Regions from separate parts of the Mus musculus genome. Here regions 1 and 3 are each linked to region 2. Evidence: chromatin contacts called from public HiChIP or PLAC-seq data. All regions are on one chromosome and are shown on one strand. Each heading gives the region's core, a stretch centred on a gene start, on an enhancer-like site or on the middle of the called end of the contact. The rest is flanking DNA. Distances are from core to core; before and after follow the strand shown. Region 1 overlaps Ostm1 (osteopetrosis associated transmembrane protein 1). Region 2 overlaps Afg1l (AFG1 like ATPase). Region 3 has its middle 31 kb from the start of Gm38491.

Region 1 (3,569 bases), core at 153-2,652, 350 kb before region 2:
AGCCAGCTAGACTTCAGTGAATTCACAGGCAGACAGACAGACAACCCCTGCCCACTTCGTGAGTGTGTGTGCACATGCACGCGCACGCACACACAGAGCTTGGGAAGGGCCCTCTCTGCACCAGTGAACACTGATGGAGGCCTTCTTGGTGAACCTTTTCCTAGATGCTTGGCCTCTCTGAGCCCGGGCATCTATAGTCCCTGCAGCCTTCTCATCTCAAGAACACAAGTGCAGCTCTAACTGCTCATCAATTGTTCACAAACTGACGGTTCCCTTTATAAACCAGCCAGAGAAAGAAAGGCACACACACCAAGACTCACATACAGGTCAGTAAGGTGTTCTCCACATGCCTGTATTTCCTTAAGCATGCAATTCTTTTTTAATTAAATAAAAATGGTTCCATATGTCAGTATCCACAAAGTTCAAATACTAAAATCCTTTGCTGTTGTTGTTTGTTTGTTGAGACAGGGTTTCTCTGTGTAGCCCTGGCTGACCTGGAACTCAATCTGCAGACCAGGCTGGCCTTGAACTCATAGAGATCCACCTGCCTCTGCCTCCCAAGTGCTGGGATTAAAGGCATGTGCTACCATGTCCCGGCTTACTAAAATCTTTTTAAAGTAATAATAAAAGTAATAATAATAATAATATATAAAATAAGTAATATAATAATAATAAATAATAATAGTAAAAATGTGCTATTTTATTAACACGATGTAGCCTTGACTTCTAGGTCAGGTAGAACAGACATAAATAAAAACAAGCACAATTATAGTCAGAGAACATTCAGTTAGGCTAAAGGTCTTTAGCTTGAGGGTTACTGTCTTACAGTGGAGTCCTGGAGTTTCCCCATAGCAGGCAGAGCCCAGTGTCACAGTGAGTCCTGCCATGCCTGGCAGACACAGTCAAAGATGGCAGGCTCCTGGTACATGCAGAAACTCAGAGCACACTGCTCTGGAGAGCTCTGGCAATTTCTTCTACAAGATACACAAATAAACAATTTCTCTATAAAAAAATGGTTTATGAAGAAGGCCGTTCTGAGGAATAAAAGGACTTAATGTCTTCTATTTTACTGCTATTTCCTTTTCACTTAAAATAATTGGAAAATTAAGTGGAAAGCCTGCGCGAACTGACGGCTGATTAAGTGGCTGTCCCGGCACAGTGTGGTTTTTTCAGTAACTATTAGGCGGTGGTATTACAAAGCACAAAGGAGCTCACTTATACAGCGGGGTTAAACGTGTCTTGATTATTAGAAGAACCCTGACTTTCTGATACAACACAAAGGGGCTCTAGTAAATCCCCTTTATCTACTGCCGGGAATCGGGAGGGTAAGGTTATACACAGAGAGGAGCTGTATGCTGCAGAAATTAGTAAGCTAGGGAAGGTATAAGGACAAGCTCTCCATCCGCGCTGAGTGAAGTGGTCATTGTGCTTCTGCCTCATCTCAGATAATCAATGGAGCCTCATCAAGGCTGTGCAGATTAGCACAGCTTCTGTCTCCGTGAGGACTCCGGCATCAGCTCAAGAGGCGTTCTCCGGGCGCTGAGGATTCCAGTCAAGCCCTCACACAGAAACCAGCTAAATTATTACAGCAGAATTGTGTGGCTTCTGTCTTCCTCCCCGACCCCCCAGGGCTGAGGACTGAACCCTGGTCCCCCTACATAAAAGCACCCTATCACTGAGCTATATACCCTGAGTCCTGAGTCCTCTAGCGACAGGGTCTGCACTCAGACTTTTCCCTGTCCTGCCTCCTCACCCTCCTGCCTGGCAGATTACAGCTGTGTACCACCGAGTCCAGCTGAACCACTCAGCCATAGAGATGTGGCATCAATTAGGAGTCTGTTGTTCAAGCTCTCTAGTGGTTTAAAACAAAGCTTATAAGATTTATTTACATGTATGAGTATTATTTACATATACATATATTTACATATACTACATGCCTGGTGCCCAAAGGGGATAGAAGAGGGTGTAAGATTTCATGGAATGGGAGTCACAGATACCCGTGAGCTGGGAACCCAGGTCCCGAGAACTGAACCCAGGGCCTTTAACTGCCACGCTGTCTTTGTAGCCCTCTCTGCTCTTTTTTTTTTTTTTTTAAAGACTTAACTTTTATTTTATGTGTATGTTTTACCTGCATGTATGTATGAGTGCACTGCATGTACACCTGGCACCCTCTGAGACCACAAGATGGTGCCAGATGCCCTGGAACTGGAGTGACAGACAGTTCTAAGCTGCTGTGTGGACACTGGGAACTGGGCCTGGGTCCTCTGCAAGGACAACAAGTGCTCTTAACCTCTGAGCCACCGCTTAGGCCCAGCCACAACATCCTGTTGTGCATTGCCCTGATGCTGCTGTGTATTCAGATGCTAAATACTGCCTCTCCCCCTAAGACCTGGTTGTCCCCAACAAAGAGATCCTCATTTTTACCAAGTGATGCATTGCAAACCTTGCTCCCCAACTTAAAACTATTGGATAATTAAAAATGGCTGCAGCCAATTACTGGGGTGAAGAGAGAGATGGAGTTTGAGTCATTGGGGCTATAGATAGGGAGATAAAGAAAGAGAGAGACAGGGACAGAGACAGGGAGGAAGAGAGGGAGGGAGGGAGAGAGGGAGGGAGGGACAGAAGGGACAGGGAACAGGAGGTCTCCATTAGACATGATGAAACCACGCCCACGTGAAGTGGGCCCTGAAAACAGGCTGGTAGAGTAGAAATGACCTGGGAAGACTCGAACAGCAAGTATCTGGGGAGCAGAGCTGGGAAGCAACAGACTAGAGACTAGAAATATAGACTGGGGACCATCTCCCAGTAGTTGTGCAAAGCCAAATACATAAATCGCAGTCTGAGTCTCGTTCATTTGAAGCTACACCAAGACAGAAATAATTTACTTATTTTACAATGTCCCTATGAGCCCATCTAAGGTAGGAGGAACACAAGCTATGCCTGGGAGGCTGAGACAGGAGGCCTGTGAGCCAAGCGGAGGCCAGCCTGAGACACACAGGGAGGCCAGCCCAAGACACACAGCGACACACGCCCTGATTCACTGCAGTTACAGGTTGTCTGAGAAGAAAGAGTGCATTCCTCAAGGCTGGTAACATGGCTTAGAGGGGAAGGGTGCCTGCCTCCAGACCTGAAGACCTGAGGTGGATTCCCAGGGACCCACATAAAGAGAGAACTAATCTCACGGACAGCAATAATTGCCGCTTTTGGAAAAGTTGAGCAAACTTTAGAAAATAAGATTAGATGGTGAGAGTGTTGTAATTAAGTTTAGAAATACAAAAAATATGTTTAAAATCATGCAAATAAGTCCATTGCCACATAGATAATATGTGAAAAAGACGGGCCCTGCCTGCCTGCCCTTCTGGCTCAGCCCAATAAGATTTTATTAGTGATTTTTCTCATCAAGAATACTTAAATTATTGCACCACTGAAAGTTAATTTCCCTTTGATGAATCCTCACGCCCATACAATACCCAGGGCACTGGAATTTCAAGTTGTCTATGGAGAAAGAGTAGATTTCCAGGGACTGGCAACATGGCTGGTGCCAAGCCTACTGACCTGAGGTGGAGTCC
Region 2 (3,473 bases), core at 551-3,050:
GGACTGGAGATGAAGGTGGGGAATCACATGGTAGAAAGAGAAAATTAACTCGCACAAGTTTTTCTCTGGCTTTCACATGGAATGCAAGCGTAATTTTAAAAATTACTTAAAAAAAATTTTTTTTGGTGATTGTCTTTAAATCATTCTTTCCATAGTTCATTTAGTTCCTTTAATGTGGCTTAATCTGAAGGTCTTATAGGGCTTTATGAAACTCAGGTAGCACTCCCTATGGCGTCAACCATGCAGATGATATCTTGGAAACCTGCAGAGGTGGGCGGCCTCTTTGTGCTGACTGCAGCTGTGCTCTAAGTTGCTGCTGCATTTGCTGCAGCTGAGGAGCTCCGTGGTTGTGTGTTAAATGTCAGCAGCCTGCTAAGAAAGATTCTGTTTAGTCTAAACTTTATCTTAATGACTAGTTTTCAATAAAATTGAAAGGATGTCAGTCACTTCCACAATTAGCTAAGATTGATTTGTTTCAAAATTAAGCATATTGTCAGGTCATCTTGTGCAAGTTTGTGTGCGGGATGAGAGGAAACTTAGATTCGCACTTGAAGGGTTTTTTGGAATGGCCTTTCTTCTACCAGTTATTTCTCCTATTGACTGTTAATTTATCAACCCTTCTTTGAAAAAAAAAAAGTGAGAAGAAAAGAGGCCACAGCACTATCACATCTCTATATGTGAGCTCCTTAAACCATATGGTGATTTCTAATTAGAATACAAAAGACTGGGTGGTAAGACTCACTCCATAGCCTGGGCAATGAGGGCCTCACAGAAGGAGGGGGCGGGGGTGGGATTCCAACAAGGACATTTTTGAGAGAAACTGGAGTCTATTCTTGTCCTTATCCTGACAGAAGTCTGTCCTGAATGTGTTCAGACGCATAGAAGTCTGATAAAGTTTCTGAGGTGCTGATTAAGTTGGTGTTTGGAAGCTAGTGATCTCATCCTGAGAGCTCGATCCTCTCAGCCGGTGGCTTGACTTGGTTTTTCTCATTCTCAAAACACCCTCAATCTTTAATTCCACGTGTACCCTCTCAATGGCGATTTCAAAGGATACTTGCTGGATGCTTGACTGCCTTGCCTATTTGCTCTTGTTTTGCATGCAAGAGAGAGCCAGAAGCTTTCTTCTCATTGTGTACACATAGTATTAATGGATTTACTCCGCCTGTATTGTCTCATTACTGGAAACATCTAGAAGCTCAGAAGTCTTTCAATGTATGCAAATAAGGCAGGATCATCTACCTGAGAGTTAATATTCACTGCTTTTAAGTGTATTCTAAATCTAATGTTTGTATTTAGAGCATAACATCCTGTTCTCCTTTTTTTATGGGCAAAAAGCTAAGCAGGCTCAGGCAGCTGTTTGATGTTGGCTTCAAGTGTTATTAATTTCATATTCTATTATTCTTTTCACTGTAGCACAAGTGAGGCTGATGTGGAGGCCGTCGTGGATAAGTTGTTTGATGAGCTGGCTCAGAAACAAAATGATTGTACGTAAGTTAATTTCTCTTGAAAGAGAATACATTTAGAACACAATGCCCAATCTCCACTGACCAATTAATAAGTTCCATTGCTGTATACGGGTTGATGCCACACTCAAGTGGCCGTCATTGTATCAGCATTTTCTCTAATTTATGTGTTGAATCATGTGCTATTATTCATCAAGCTATGCATTTCCTATCTGTAAGAGATGAATTTTATAGTAATTATCCAGACAAGATTGAGTCTTTGTTCATGTTCCCATAGTAACTAGCCCAAGGATTCTGAAAGTGCAAGGCAGAGAGCTGCGGCTGAATAAAGCCTGTGGAAGCGTTGCCGACTGCACATTTGAAGAGCTGTGTGAGAGAGTAAGTATCCAGGCCTGGCCAGACTCACTGGCCTTTTCACATGTTAAAATACTTCATGTTTTCCCCTCAGCCAGCTTCAGATTTTAAAACGCCATTCACAGAGTCAGAACGGAGGAAGAAATCTCCCTAAGGGACATTTTTCATCCATTTACCGAGCAATGTTTGTAGGTTCTGGCACAAAATCTGCTCTTTGAAGGGCTTTCAGGAAAAAAAAAATCAGAAATGCAGAGACAACTGTCAACTGTTGCTGGAAGCAGAAGCAAAATCAGTGTCATATATGGCTCTATTGTGAAAGTCACATGTGAGGGGAGTAAGGAAAACTGAGGTGTAAGGGATGGCAAGATGGCACAGTGGGTAAGGACACTTGCAGCCAAGTCTGGCCATCTGAGCTCTGTTCTCCATGGTCCCACATGGTGGAAGAAGAGAGAGCAACTCCCACAGGTTGCCTTCCAGCCTGAGCATGGATGCATGGAATAAATGGTAAATGGAAAAAAATTTTTTTACAAGGAGAAAAAAAATGAGGTGAGATTAGTGGGGATGAGAAGCAAGATAAGCAATTTTACTGTGATCTCAGGAGACGCGGGTAAAGAGCTGCATATTTCAGATTCATTGTTCAGCTGCCATGCTGTCTGAGCTGCTGGCCAGGTGAAAGAACATCAATTTAAAAAAAAACTATGACACTGGTATTATAATAGAAGTAGTTTATCTCACAGATGGAATATTTGCACACACACACACACACCCATATCAGAACATCTTTGACCACAAATCCTCTGTAAATATGAAGTCTTTTCAAAGTGTGGGGGTCTCAGTGCTCAGTAGAATACTCGATGTGATTATCCTGTGTAAATCCTGAGGCGCTCGAGTAACTTTCCACAGAGTTCCTCAATCGAGCATCCTCCCAGGCCCTGATTCCTGGCTTTAGCTAGTCCAAGCAGAGCTGTTTTGAGGCACAGAGAAGCTTGCTCTCATTTCTATCTGCTGAGTGTTAACCGAGTGTGCTTCTCAAAAGCCGCTGAGCTACTCCTAGCAGGCAAGCATTCGTCACCTTTAAACCACAGATGAGTCCAACCCGCAGTCATTTAGCTCTTTAGAAGGAATACAATTAGGATTAATTAAGACTCTGATGGAGAGGCAACCTCTGATCCCCACTGTGGCTGGCACGACTCCTTCTTCTCTCCCAGCGGCAGTCTTAACCCCCTATTACCTGTACCTGCAGGGGGAAAGTCCACTTGGACTTGTGCTTAAGTTTCACTGTCTTTGCTAAATCAGACTCCCTGGTCAAGGGTAAAGGCCCTCCTCTCACTGAGGAGGCCTCCAATGAGGGGAACCGGCAGGCCGTGGGGTCCTGGAGGAGGTCGGGGCCCTCTCGTGGAGCACGTCCGAGGGTCGGCGTCTCTCGACTAGGTTCATTAATTCTGGACACTTGGTATCAGAGAGGGGTTGTTTAGAATCCAAAATCCCTTATCGTCTTTTTTTCTGTGCAGTGGGGTTGGAGGGAAGAAGGTTAATCAGGATTTAATATTGAAAAATGAAATTAATACCGACACGGCTCAGCTTTATTTGACAAAAGTTTGGGCCTCATGACAACTGTGAACCAAATTCTCAAAATCAACAATAAGACAAGACTTC
Region 3 (3,068 bases), core at 561-3,060, 270 kb before region 2:
TCACAACCCACGGTTTCAGAAGCCATGATCTAGACACAGTTCAAAAGTCTTAGCTCAAGGGTCCAGTCCCAAAGATGCCTGCACAGGACAGGTAACTGTTACAATAACCCCTTACTGAGCACGGGCAAAGGTCTATAATTGTCAAGGAAGGCTCCAGAGAAAGACAAACGGAAAGGTGGGTGGATAGATGCATGAACAGAAGTGGGGTTGACAGGTAGCATTATTCAGGCGGACAAGTGTGGGTGCTGATGTAGAGACACAGGCACGGTTTTAGAGTTCAAGGTGGGGATGGGGAAGGAAACACCACTGTCCCATCTCAAAGGTGGTCAGCCATTCCTAGGAAGGTCCGCTGATCCTTCAACTGGCTGGGCGGCACCCACCTTCAGGAGGCTCAATCCACCCACGTAATCGTTGACCTCCTATGGTTAGGGCTCCTGTTGCTATGATAACTATCCTGACCTTGGGAAAGAAAGGGTTAGTTCACCTCCCAGGTTGTGGTCCATTACTGGGGGCAGAGACCACGGAGGAGCACTGCTCACCGACTTGCTCCTCCGTGGCTTGCTCATTCTTTATCAACCCAGGACTATCTGCTCACAGCGTCCTGGGACCTCCCACACCAATCACTAACCGAGAAAATGCCCTACAGACTTGCCGATTGGCCAGTCTGACAGAGGTGTTTTTCTGCGTGAAGGTTCCTCTTCCCATTTGACTCTAGCTTGTGTTGACAAATGGCCACCACTAACCAGACCCAGAGGCACGTCACAAGGTCACAAGCGCACACAGAATCCTGGACGATGCATAAAATTACCCTTCTCAGTTCCCGACCATGGCTTACTGTTACAAGTGTGAACTGGAATCCTCAGGGAGTTCGTTTAAAATGTATCTCACTCCAGTCCTACCCCACTCCCGTGTCTCACATTCTCCGTCTGAGACAAAGCTCTTCTCAGGAGGATTTCAGGATGGCCAAGCGGCCAGACCTCACAAGCAATATTGGGGCAGAGAAGCCACACAGGCACTGTGTGCGGCTCAACTCAGAGCTCGCACCAGCTACAAAGGTCTCCTATGGGGCTGAGGGTACATAGTTCAGTGAATATCGCTCAATCCCTGGAAGTAAAATAAGTAAATAGTCCGGCATGGTGTGTGCTGTAGTCGTCTCAGAACTTGGGAGGTGTACCACAAGTTCTAGATCAGCCTGGACCACATAGTGAGCTTGAAGCCTGGGCAACATGATTAAATTCTGTCTAAAAGAACTACGATGGGATGATGGTGGTGATGAAGGTGGTGTCGGTGGTGGTGATGATGATGATGATATCACATCAAACCAAACCCAAATTCTCCAGAAAGCACACAAGTTACTATTTGGGAATATAAATATGTTGACCCACAAATACAAATCAGCTTTTAAGTGGTTTAAAAGGTTTATTATTTTAAAAATCTACATTAAGAAAAAAAAAAAAAAGGTATGCTATGTCCCTACTACCCAAACTGAAACCGTGCAGGCTGGACTATCCAAATCAGAAACTCGAGATGAACGTGGTGAGAAAGGGGTGGAGAAAAAAACGGATGGAAGAGGGTCATGTCTGCTTGGGTTGTTCCTGCCTCGAGTGACCGACTGCTTCGAAGTCCTGGGTCCTAGGGGACGGGAGAGGAGTCCGGGAGGAGTGGCCCATGAGGATGCGAAGGCCGGGGCCCCCCACGGCGCCTCGGCCTCCCCCCCTCCCGCAGTCGCCCAGCTCCGGGGAGCAGGCTGCGGGCCCTGGCGGCCGCTGCGCCACCCTCCTCCCGCTCGCTCGCCCGGGTTCAATGAGGATTATTACATCATGCTGCAAGTATGCGGGGCAGCCTGAGAATCAAAGCGGGCGCTGGGCGGCTGGTTAACTGCCCCGCGCCTGAAACCCATCCTTCCCGCCCCCTCCCGCGCCCTCGCCCCACCCCGGCCCGCTGCTTTTCGTACCATTAAGGGTAGCATTCTGGGGGAGAGGAAAACCTGATCAAAACTGTGCGCCGCCACCGACAGATTTTCTATGGATTCTATAGAGGCCACCTGAATGATTTCCCTAATTAATGGATGACATCTTTGGCTGAAGGAGAGGCGATGGATTCGACTCTGTCTTCGTCTTTGTTAACCTTCTAATTAACTTTCGTAGGTCACCCAGGTCTCCCAAACCTAAAAACTGAAGAGGCCCATTGTGCCGGGAGCAGTAAACTTACTTTTGCTGGTGGGGTACTTAAAAGGGAGACCGATTATAGGCTGAGAAAAATAACTCCATTTAAAAGCTTTGTGGCTGCAGAGAATACATAGGCCCCTCCCTCAGAAAATAATTGAAACACCTTTTATACCAATATTTCTATGCATAATAAAAACAAATTAGCAAAAACGCATCTAAATTCAGCAGTACTTTCAAATTACCTTTTTTGGAATGTAAGCCTCTGCAAGCCAACAAAAGAGACTTGGGTTTAGAGAGAAAATTGCTACTGCAGCAGCTACCAGCCTTTATGTGGAGGGGCTGCAAGACGGACCAGGCAGGGGCTTGGGTACCTCCGAGTCACCTCCCTAGGAAATGCTCCAAGCATACCACCCTTGCTGAGGCTTCTTCTGACTCGCCTGGGGGGCACAAAAACTGAGCAGGACAGTCGGGCTTTTTCTGATCTTCAGGGGTTGAGCTTGGAAGGGTTTTTGGTTTTGTTCTTTTTGAGGTGAGGTCTGAGTCCGTAGGCTGAACTGGAAAGCCTGGCTTCCAGGCATTCTCTCCGGAGCTGGGCGATGTGCACAGCCAATTCTGTACTCAAGACAAGCACGCTACCACTGAGCCACGCTCTCCTCTGCCCCAAATATTTTTAATCGTGTGAATGGAGGGCAAACCATATCGCAGAGTCAGAGGAGAAGACTGCTCTGTCAAAATCGGTAACCAGAGCAGTGGGGTGCGAAAGTGGGGTTACAGCTCAGTCATAGAGCGTCAGCAGCACACGTGCAAGAGCCCCCCGATTTGATCTCCATAGAGACTGAGAGACAGAGAAAGGTAAGAATCATTTTTACTGCACATGCCCCAAAGTTTCTGTCAAAAACA

The links. HiChIP or PLAC-seq counts read pairs in DNA pulled down with a chosen protein or histone mark.
Region 1: an H3K4me3 HiChIP or PLAC-seq map of embryonic basal ganglia shows a contact between it and region 2, with 6 times the contacts expected there. The contact joins two enhancer-like sites. A contact is called at or near these places in 3 of 39 promoter capture datasets (the HPC-7 cell line, cranial neural crest and second pharyngeal arch cranial neural crest), 1 of 15 datasets of contacts at CTCF or cohesin (embryonic stem cells) and 6 of 115 datasets of contacts at active chromatin or transcription factors (craniofacial prominence, embryonic basal ganglia, embryonic forebrain and 3 more).
Region 3: a contact with region 2 is called in an H3K4me3 HiChIP or PLAC-seq map of embryonic basal ganglia, with 4 times the contacts expected there. The contact joins two enhancer-like sites. A contact is called at or near these places in 1 of 15 datasets of contacts at CTCF or cohesin (embryonic stem cells), 3 of 484 Hi-C or Micro-C datasets (bone marrow-derived macrophages, nephron progenitors and stem cell-derived motor neurons) and 7 of 115 datasets of contacts at active chromatin or transcription factors (embryonic basal ganglia, embryonic forebrain, embryonic hindbrain and 4 more).

The regions. Positions count from the first base shown.
Region 1 is chr10:42,688,589-42,692,157 of GRCm38.p6, reverse strand. All of the region lies in intron 2 of Ostm1 (osteopetrosis associated transmembrane protein 1), which reads right to left. Among named protein-coding and RNA genes, the nearest start is that of Ostm1, 11 kb to the right of the region's middle. Within about 2 kb of position 1,402, at least 23 of the 459 cell types and tissues checked have an H3K27ac peak or open chromatin away from gene starts, as enhancers often do. A contact at or near this core is called in embryonic basal ganglia, where this site is marked.
Region 2 is chr10:42,338,193-42,341,665 of GRCm38.p6, reverse strand. Afg1l (AFG1 like ATPase) reads left to right here. Exons shown (of 13, transcript NM_145743.2): 9 at 1,414-1,484; 10 at 1,741-1,841. Among named protein-coding and RNA genes, the nearest start is that of Foxo3, 63 kb to the right of the region's middle. Within about 2 kb of position 1,800, at least 26 of the 459 cell types and tissues checked have an H3K27ac peak or open chromatin away from gene starts, as enhancers often do. A contact at or near this core is called in embryonic basal ganglia and stem cell-derived neural progenitor cells, where this site is marked.
Region 3 is chr10:42,612,938-42,616,005 of GRCm38.p6, reverse strand. No RefSeq gene overlaps it. Among named protein-coding and RNA genes, the nearest start is that of Gm38491, 31 kb to the right of the region's middle. Within about 2 kb of position 1,810, at least 68 of the 459 cell types and tissues checked have an H3K27ac peak or open chromatin away from gene starts, as enhancers often do. A contact at or near this core is called in embryonic basal ganglia and stem cell-derived neural progenitor cells, where this site is marked.